3 separate regions of the Mus musculus genome follow, and all the other regions are linked to region 1. A link is a contact called in public Micro-C and promoter capture Hi-C data. All regions are on one chromosome and are shown on one strand. Each heading gives the region's core, a stretch centred on a gene start, on an enhancer-like site or on the middle of the called end of the contact. The rest is flanking DNA. Distances are from core to core; before and after follow the strand shown.

What was found. Hi-C and Micro-C count contacts between places; a contact is called where the count stands out from the background. Capture Hi-C pulls out chosen DNA fragments and counts their contacts.
Region 2: a contact with region 1 is called in a promoter capture Hi-C map of adipose tissue. The contact joins the promoter of Rerg here to the promoter of Eps8 in region 1. A contact is called at or near these places in 8 of 39 promoter capture datasets (the 3T3-L1 cell line, the HPC-7 cell line, cranial neural crest and 5 more), 3 of 115 datasets of contacts at active chromatin or transcription factors (embryonic stem cells and large pre-B cells) and 1 of 9 other capture datasets (adipose tissue).
Region 3: a contact with region 1 is called in a Micro-C map of embryonic stem cells, with 10 times the contacts expected there. The contact joins the promoter of Ptpro here to the promoter of Eps8 in region 1. A contact is called at or near these places in 3 of 39 promoter capture datasets (cranial neural crest, hippocampal neurons and stem cell-derived epiblast-like cells), 1 of 484 Hi-C or Micro-C datasets (embryonic stem cells) and 4 of 115 datasets of contacts at active chromatin or transcription factors (embryonic stem cells and stem cell-derived neural progenitor cells).

The regions. Positions count from the first base shown.
Region 1 is chr6:137,647,932-137,650,624 of GRCm38.p6, forward strand. It overlaps Eps8 (epidermal growth factor receptor pathway substrate 8), which reads right to left and starts at 1,354. Exons shown (of 22, transcript NM_007945.3): 1 at 1,121-1,354.
Region 2 is chr6:137,168,326-137,171,018 of GRCm38.p6, forward strand. Rerg (RAS-like, estrogen-regulated, growth-inhibitor) reads right to left here and starts at 1,393. Exons shown (of 5, transcript NM_001164212.1): 1 at 1,155-1,393.
Region 3 is chr6:137,250,961-137,253,653 of GRCm38.p6, forward strand. It overlaps Ptpro (protein tyrosine phosphatase, receptor type, O), which reads left to right and starts at 1,339. Exons shown (of 27, transcript NM_011216.3): 1 at 1,339-1,800. The coding sequence starts at 1,726.

The sequences.
Region 1 (2,693 bases), core at 104-2,603:
GAGCGCAGCCGTTCCAAAACCCAGGGAGCCTTAGAATGGCATCCTTTCAAGAGCGAGAAATTAGAAACAGCCCGCAACACAGACACTTTGACGATTTTTTTTAAACATAAAAAAAGTCTTCCAGGAATCGTAATTCCACCTCCTCCCCAAAGTGGCAAAACCAAATAAAACTTCAAAGTACCCACACGTGTCTGAACCAAGTTGGATCTGAACTATCTTATTCGCTTTTTCGTCTCTTTCTCTTACTGTCTGAGGCAAGAAGGGAAACCTTTAGAAGAAAAGCAGCCATGCATTCGCTGAAACACTGGCTCAGGAAGACCTCCTCTTCTAATGCCTCGCTGCTCCAAATGTCTATGGATTTTAAGCCCAAACCCTAGGGCGTCCTGCCCCGGCGAGATGCCAACAGCACTTGGGGGCTACAGGAGGAGGATTTGAACAACATGGCTCAGAGAACCGGGCAAAGATTTTTGCATGTGTATTGTAGTCATTGAAAGGAAGGAAGGGATGAGACCCCGGGGCGCCTTCACTGTCTCTCTCGGTGGGTGTGGAGCCCTCCGAAGCACTACTGACAGCCATAGAGAGGCCATCTTCCTAAAAGTAAAATGGTGTTGGAAAGTGATCCAGAATTCACAACTATTCAAACACAGCGAGCTACCTCAACTGGAGGGTGTATACCAGGGCGGGTCCACATCTCAAACAGGTTTCCTAAGGGGTCCCCACTTGAGCTGGGTGAGAGGCGCTCCGAAAGCCCTGCATCTAAGACGTTAGGGCGGGGTGGGAGTCCAGGTGTGCGGAACTCAGGTACGCCCGCGCAGCCCAGGGGAGCGCGGGGTCTCTCGGGGGACCTCGGCGACCACCCGGGCGGAGGAGGCCGCGGGGGGATCGGGTCTCCTGGCTTCGGGGTGCGCGGAGCGGGCGCGGGGACGCGCTAGGGCGGCAGCGCCGCGCACACCTGGCCGCCGACACACCAGTTGCAAAGGGTCCAAGTGAACCGCAGCGGCCGCTGAGCCTGGCACCACTCCGGTGACGGCTCACAAAGACCCTTATGGGAAAGCGAGAGGGAGCCCATGCCGCGGGAATCCCACCCGGGGAGCCGCACTGATGTTCGGGGGGCTCTTACCTAGGATCCGCCCTCCGAGCAGCCGCGCTCCTCAGGGAGTGCCACGACCTCCCTAGACGCGAGGGAGGTGACGGAGGGAGAAAGATCCCGGAGCTGGAGCGCCCGCCGCGCCCCGCTGCAGACACGCCGCTGGGGCTTGCCCCGCGCCCTGCGCCCTGCGCCCTGCGCCCAGCGCCCCGGGAGCCCGCTTCGCCCGCCGCCCGGGCCGTGTGTGCGCGCCGCTCGCTCCCGGACACAGCCAGCGCGCGCCGCGCATGCCCAGCAGCGAGCCGGGAACGCGCGTTGCCCCGCGCGGCCGGGAGAGGGCTCCGTTTGCAAGATCTTGAGGACAGTTGAGTCTCTAGTAGACCCTAGGGCTCTGGATAGAATCTCAAGGGCTTCATCCCACAAGGCGAGCACGGCACCCCGCAGGGGAGACCCGGGATCCCAGCCTCAGAGTGGTGTCTACAATTCCTCAAGTGAAATGACCTAGGTCTGCAGAGCACAGCCGGGGGGGGGGGGGGGGGGGATGCCGCAGGCGGAAAGAGCGCTCAGGTGACCGCGGCCAGATCCTGCCACACAACTGATGACTAGTGTTAATCTGGGAGTTACTGCCCTACTCAACTACCAAGAAGAGGTATTCCCCAGCCTCTGACCTGTGACCTGTGTCCATTGGTCTGCTCCTGTACCATCTCTCTTCAACCAAAGCAGTATGCAAGTGGTACCCAAGGGCTTCACTGGTTTAGAGAGACTACAATACTCCAGTCCCTGGATATAGCCAGCAAGCCCAGACCTGTCTCACCAGGCGTCCTGGATCCCATTTTTCATAGGAGCTCCTGCCAAGAGTCTGGTGTAGTTTCAAGTATGGGAGACTCTTTAGTCCAGTAATAACTACTCACCACTGCTCAGTGCTCCTTGGCTCGATCACTGAAGCCACAAAATAAGGATCTGCCAGTCTTCTCTTCTGAACCTGGCATTTTCTTACCTTCTACAATACCTCCGTTGTCACAGCTACGCCCCCAGACACCCTGGCCCTTCTAACTTCCAAGGCAATTGACTTCCAAAGAAGCCAAGGCAGACTATTAAACAAAACTTGGCTTAAATAGCTGGGCCTACCTGCTTTGCGAGGCAAGCAAAAGCTCATTCAAGAGACCGTGAATTAGCAGGCCAAGATGGAGACTAAAAGGGGGCAGTGATGGGTTTTATGATTAAGTTCGGTCTACTGCCTTCATCCAGAATCTTCCTCCATCCAACATTCCCAACAGACTGACATCCACTTGAGCATGTCCAGTGTTCGAAATAGCTGGTTTTGATAGATGGTATAGAAAACTAGGATTGTTAATTGACAATCTCTGCCAGGAGCTACAAATTTTACTTTACACCATCTCTAACCCTTAAAATGAATCACCGCTTTAGAAAATTGGGAAAATGTTATTCAGAATTTTCTTTTTGCCAAAGCCAATAGTGACATTAGGATTGAAATCCAGGTCTGCCTACTCCACAGCTTACATACATAGATTTATATACTCAGATCAACTCTCCTTCAACTGTAGACTGGGAAAGATGGACCCTGAGGACTGACATGAAATTAATC
Region 2 (2,693 bases), core at 143-2,642, 480 kb before region 1:
GGCGATGCAACGCTGCCCTCTAAAGATGCCTTCACATTTTATTTCCCCATGAAAATTTGACGGAAACCATCAACGTGTCAATTGTTGTCATAGTAACCTACAGGCAAGTATCTGTTGAATTAACCAGAGACCTTCTATCCCTCAGATCTGAGGAAACTCAATGGTTCAAACACAGGAACTATTCCTGCCGTGGCCTGAAGTTCACTCTCGGAGCAGATTTGCTTTCCCGGAGGCAAAACCAAACAAGTTTCAAGTTTCCATCCTAAAATCACACCTAAATATTTAGGGGATGAAAGGCGTTGCTTTTCCGTATGCATGAAGTCATCAGAGGAAACATTAGAGTGAAGGAAAGACGTGTGTTGTTTCATTTGGTACTACTGACCAATCGTCGAATTCATTGACTCCCTCCACACTTAGGTGTATACTAACCAAAGAGGCTACCTGTGGGGACTCTGTTAGACCTACGACAATTGCGTTTCTAAAGCTTCATCCATCTGTTTATTTACTTAGCAAAAGGTTTTGCTCCTAATAAATCATTTCGCAGACTGTGTTTATCAAGGTCAGAGTTTTCCACTTCCTCTTGAGGCGAGTGGGGGCATCTTTATAATTACATTTTAATGCTTTTATGGCCTTCTAAAAAGAAAAAGAAAAAAAAAAAAAAGAAAGAAAGAAAGCAAAGCACAGCTGTCCAAGACAGCAGTGAATCCAGTCTGATGGTGGTGGAGTGAGATCGCTTCTCTCTGGGTCAGACCTCTCCTGAAATCAAGATTTCTCAGTTTCTCTGCTAGGAATTTTCCTTCATCTTATCACAAGGCAACAGCCACACCAAAGAGGTTGTGACTGCGCAAGCCCCCCGGCTGGCTCGCTACCCTGAGATCAACAGGTCCTGCAGCCAGGAGCAAGCCCACAGTGGGCTGCATGTTCTGCAGCTCACAGGCTCCACATAAAGAGCAGATGTCCCCTAATTCGGAAGGACGCCTTAGGCGCAGGACGCGCTGTCAAGCCTGGTGGCTGGCGTTCACATCTCTCAGGAGAACCCCAAAGTCGCCCTTAGGGAGGGACCCGGAGACCACCGGGACTCACCCAGGGGCTGAGCCCTCAGGGGCTCGTACCCTGTCCTCAGGGAGCCACCTGGACACGTGCGTGTCACTCACCTGTTCACTGTCCAGGCCGGGGAGACAGCCGCGGTCCTCTCCAAGTTCGCAATCCGCCCGCGGAGACTAGGAAGCTCTCCCACCCTGACCCACGCGGGCTACAGGAGGCGTTTGAGAGTTGGGGGGCCGCGATTGCGGTTGGGAGTCGCTGGGGCTGCAAGTGCGGTGCCCGGACGGGGTCTCTTCCCTCGCGCTCGCTCAGACTAGCAGCGCAGAGACTGCGGCAGGACGCGAGCTCCGGCCAGCCGCCGCTGCGCTCCGCCACCAAGATGCTGCAGTGAGGTGCCCGGGCGCCCCCTGCTGGACCAGTCTGCGAGCCGAGCGCCTCACAACCCAGCCTAGCTCAGCGCCAGGCCTGCAGGCTTCAGCTAAGTCCTTTCTTGATTAAAAAGCATCACTTACGCAGTGTTCTCTACGCCTTTTTTCAAAGGATCTTGCTAATACGCCCTGGGAATGTGTTCAGTTATCTTCATGATATTCGAGAGGAAGCAGAGGATTTTTAAAAAAGATAGAAATAAACGGGTCCAAGACTAGTAAATGGCTGGGAGAAAATCCGGAAAGGATCGGAAACAAATATACTTCCAAAGATATAAACACCAAATTTAACCGAAATTCATATTTGTATATATGAGAAAGTCCCCGGTGTGCTCTGTTCCCTCTGGAAGACCAGCATTTATAAGATTTGCTTTGGCGTCAAACCCCATCCCGTTCAAACCTCAACAAAGATAATTAACATGCATGCTATGCTAAGCTAAGCAAGACCTGCTTACATCCCCCATCTCCTTTGATATTCACCTCCCTGGAGGTAAGCATGGCTATTGTAATTGCTGGTCTTTCGGAGGGAAAGGAGAGCTTCTGAGAGGTTAAAGGATTCCCAAAGACGATGGTGGGCATGAACAAAGCAACAGGAAATGTCTATGCCTTTCTCCTTTTTCATTCCAAAGCTGGGTTTTCTTACCAGGGTATCTGGTGACTCACTGAAAGCGAGGCTAGGCAACAGGAGCAGGCAGGGGCCCAGGGCGATAGGAATAATCAGTGGAGCCACTCTGGTGGAAGAAAGTCTCTGCCCCGTGGAGGCAGAGACTTGGCAGGCAGGGTGGATGAAGAGGTTGGACTTGTGATAGCCTCAGCATGTGTCCTGATAACTCACTGAGAAACCTTTAACACACCACATCCAGCGTGAATTTCCAGATCCCCCCTCCCCGACTTCCTGGGGACCCCAGATCTGACCTACAGTGACACTCCCTCCCACATGCCCCAGCACCCTGCCAGTATTGGGCTTGCTTTGCATTCTCTCAAGTTTCTCCTTGTTCTGCTAACCCTTGACATTCCAGGGGCTGGAAGAGTGGGGGAAGAGTACTGTGTGTGCACCCATGCTCTCCCCCTGTTGCAGGGCCTGCTGCACAATGATCAAACGGATGCAACAAGACCATTTGAGACATGATACATCTAAATTGTTTATCCACTGAACTTGGAAGAGCTATTTAGTGTGGACTTGAAGACATGGGTCCCGTCCTTGAGAAACAGCGATTTCAGCAT
Region 3 (2,693 bases), core at 89-2,588, 400 kb before region 1:
CACACACACATGTATATGCACAATTAACCTTACATATGTATTTAATTCACATACTGATACTAAAATAAAACTCTATTTAAAAGAATAACTTCTGGCATCTTGTGAGTACCACTTAGGCCCCAACTTGAGCATCTCTGTCTGGAAATTAGATCACTGTGGAGCCTCTTTGATGTAGCTGGAAATGGAAAACCACTTTCAAAAGCTTCAAAATAAAAGAAAAACATATCAGACCAAAGGCTCTGAAAGTGCAGGTCTGAGGAGCCATTTCTTAGAAAGCACTCGAGTTTGGCCCAGAAGTGGGAAGCAGGGAAAACCTTGGGGGGGGGAGAGGGAGGGAGGGCATGAGAGTCAGGCCAACAAAGGACAGGCACGAGGGCGCTGAACAGAAGTCCATCAAGGCTGTGTACTGAGGTAGCTTTGGTGCCAGCAAGGGAAACACTCACACACAAGCCCAGAGCCTCGTTCTGTTTTCTGAAGAACTGTTAGTGCCTCGATCTATTCATGCAAAAATTCCTAATCCAAACCTTTAGTTTATAGTCCTCATGTAGAAAAAGATGAGCACACACGACTCTGATCCTATAGCAGGCCACCATTCCTCAGCTGTGTCCCAGAGTGCTGGTGACACACTCCTAAGTGCACCGCCAGGGTGCCCTTTTCTGTCACCTGATACCACACTTTGAAGGATAAAAACAAAATTCCAGCACCTCAGGGCCCACCCAGGACATTTACATGATAAAAAGAAATGACTTAATATAATGAATCCCACTTTTTATTTTTAATATAGAGTTGTCTTTCAAAAACTACACAAAACCTCTAGAGACAGATAAGTAGACATGAGACACACTTCATGGAAATCGTTGCTTGTGATTCTAAATTCTTAGATTAGTTAGTTATTCATGGATAATTCAGAGTACTTAGTGTGTTCACACACAGAGAGAATATATTACACACTTATTCTAAATACGTGTAAAATACTGTGAGCTAGGTGTGGGCAGCAGGATAAGAGGGGGAAACGCACAGAATTATTCAGTTTCCCTAGCTGATTATAGGATGCTATGGGGGAATTGAACTGAGGTCGGGGGGTATAGAAGTTGAGATTCACTCCTCTTTTCGAAAACATTAAGTGTCACTTGTAGTGTCACTTGTAAATACAAGGGCAAAGGAACGGGGGGGGGGGGTTGAGAAGGGCCTGAGATAAGAGAGAGGGGAAACCCTCAAACAACTCTTCCTAGGAGACTCTGGAAAGGCTGAGGCGGAGCCTGGTCTGGGGGGCTGCCTAGCAATGGGAAGCAGGCAGGCCCTGGTGGGAGGACCCAAGATCTGCACTTGAGGAGTTCCTTGCTCTGAGAGAGAACACCACTGTTGCTAGGGGGCCGCGGAGGGTTGTCTGCCTGCGGAGCTCGGGCAGCTCCTTCCGCACGCCGACCCCTGCCTCCCGTGGCAACCGCTGTAGCTGTGGCGCAGAGCCTCGCCCACTGCCATCCCCACCCTCTCCATCCTTAGCCATTAAACAACGCCGGCTCCAAGCACGTTCTAGCAGGACTCGGGCACAGAAGAGGAGAGCGATCCATCCGGGGGCACAGGACGACCTGCCAGGCGACATGCGGCCGCCCGGAGCCGCCCGGGCGCCCGAAGTCTGAGGCTGCCAGCCGGGACTGGTCATTGTAAGCGCCACGGAGAACTGCTGGCGCTGCCGTTCCCTCCCCGGTCCCTGGTCGCGCCGCGATGGGGCACCTGCCTAGGGGAACGCTCGGGGGCCGCCGCCTGCTACCTCTGCTCGGGCTCTTTGTGCTGCTCAAGGTAGGGTCCCCCAGTCCTCGGAGATGGGGATCCATCCCGCCGTGGGGAGCTATTCGCTCAGGGTGCGGTGACCAGGCGGAGAGCGCCAGTCGCACACGCTTTGTCCTCAGAGCGGTGCCGGGTGGGCTGCGTAGCTGCGGGTGGAAAGATCTGGAAGTTTGAGCCTTCCAGTTGTCTCCCTTTGTACTCTGCTACCTCAGCGATGAGCTTGCGGGATAGAGCTTTCTCAGGCAAAATGAGGGCACTTTTTTTAGTGGTTCCCACTGCACCCCTATGCCACTTCACCTTCGCGCCCTCCCCCAGTGAAGCCTCGGTACAGCTGCTTTGTCTCAGTCAGTTTGCCTTCTGCGGGAGGGAATCACACGCAGGGCGCTGAGCTCTGGACTAGACGCACCGGCCAGGCGGGGCGAGGGAGAGGGCTCCATTGAATAAGGAATCGGTTCAACTCCCAAGGAGGTCACTCCCTGTCTTACCCTCCATCCACCTAGGGATGCCTGGTAAAACTCTACACAGTTCCATCCTCTCGTAACAGGATGCTGCCACTGATTTTTAATGGTGGAATATATGATTTATAAAACTCACCTTTTCCTATCCTCTTTGGAACGTGTGGCTCAAAATTGTACTTTGAGAAAAAAAAGTGAAAAGGAAAATACTGTTTAAAAAAGAAAAACAAAATCTTGACACTTCAAGCATGTAGTGTTTTTATTTTTTAAGCTGTTTTCTTGGCATATGAAGGGAAGTTGGGAATTGGTACCCCCTCACTCCGGGTTCCGAAGGTCTGCTTTCCTTCCTAGTCCTTTCTCCCTTCTTGCCCCAGCAACTGAAGGATGGCCACAGGTGATCGGGAGCTATCCTTTCAGCACCATGAGGATACCTAGCTAGAGGAGGTCAGC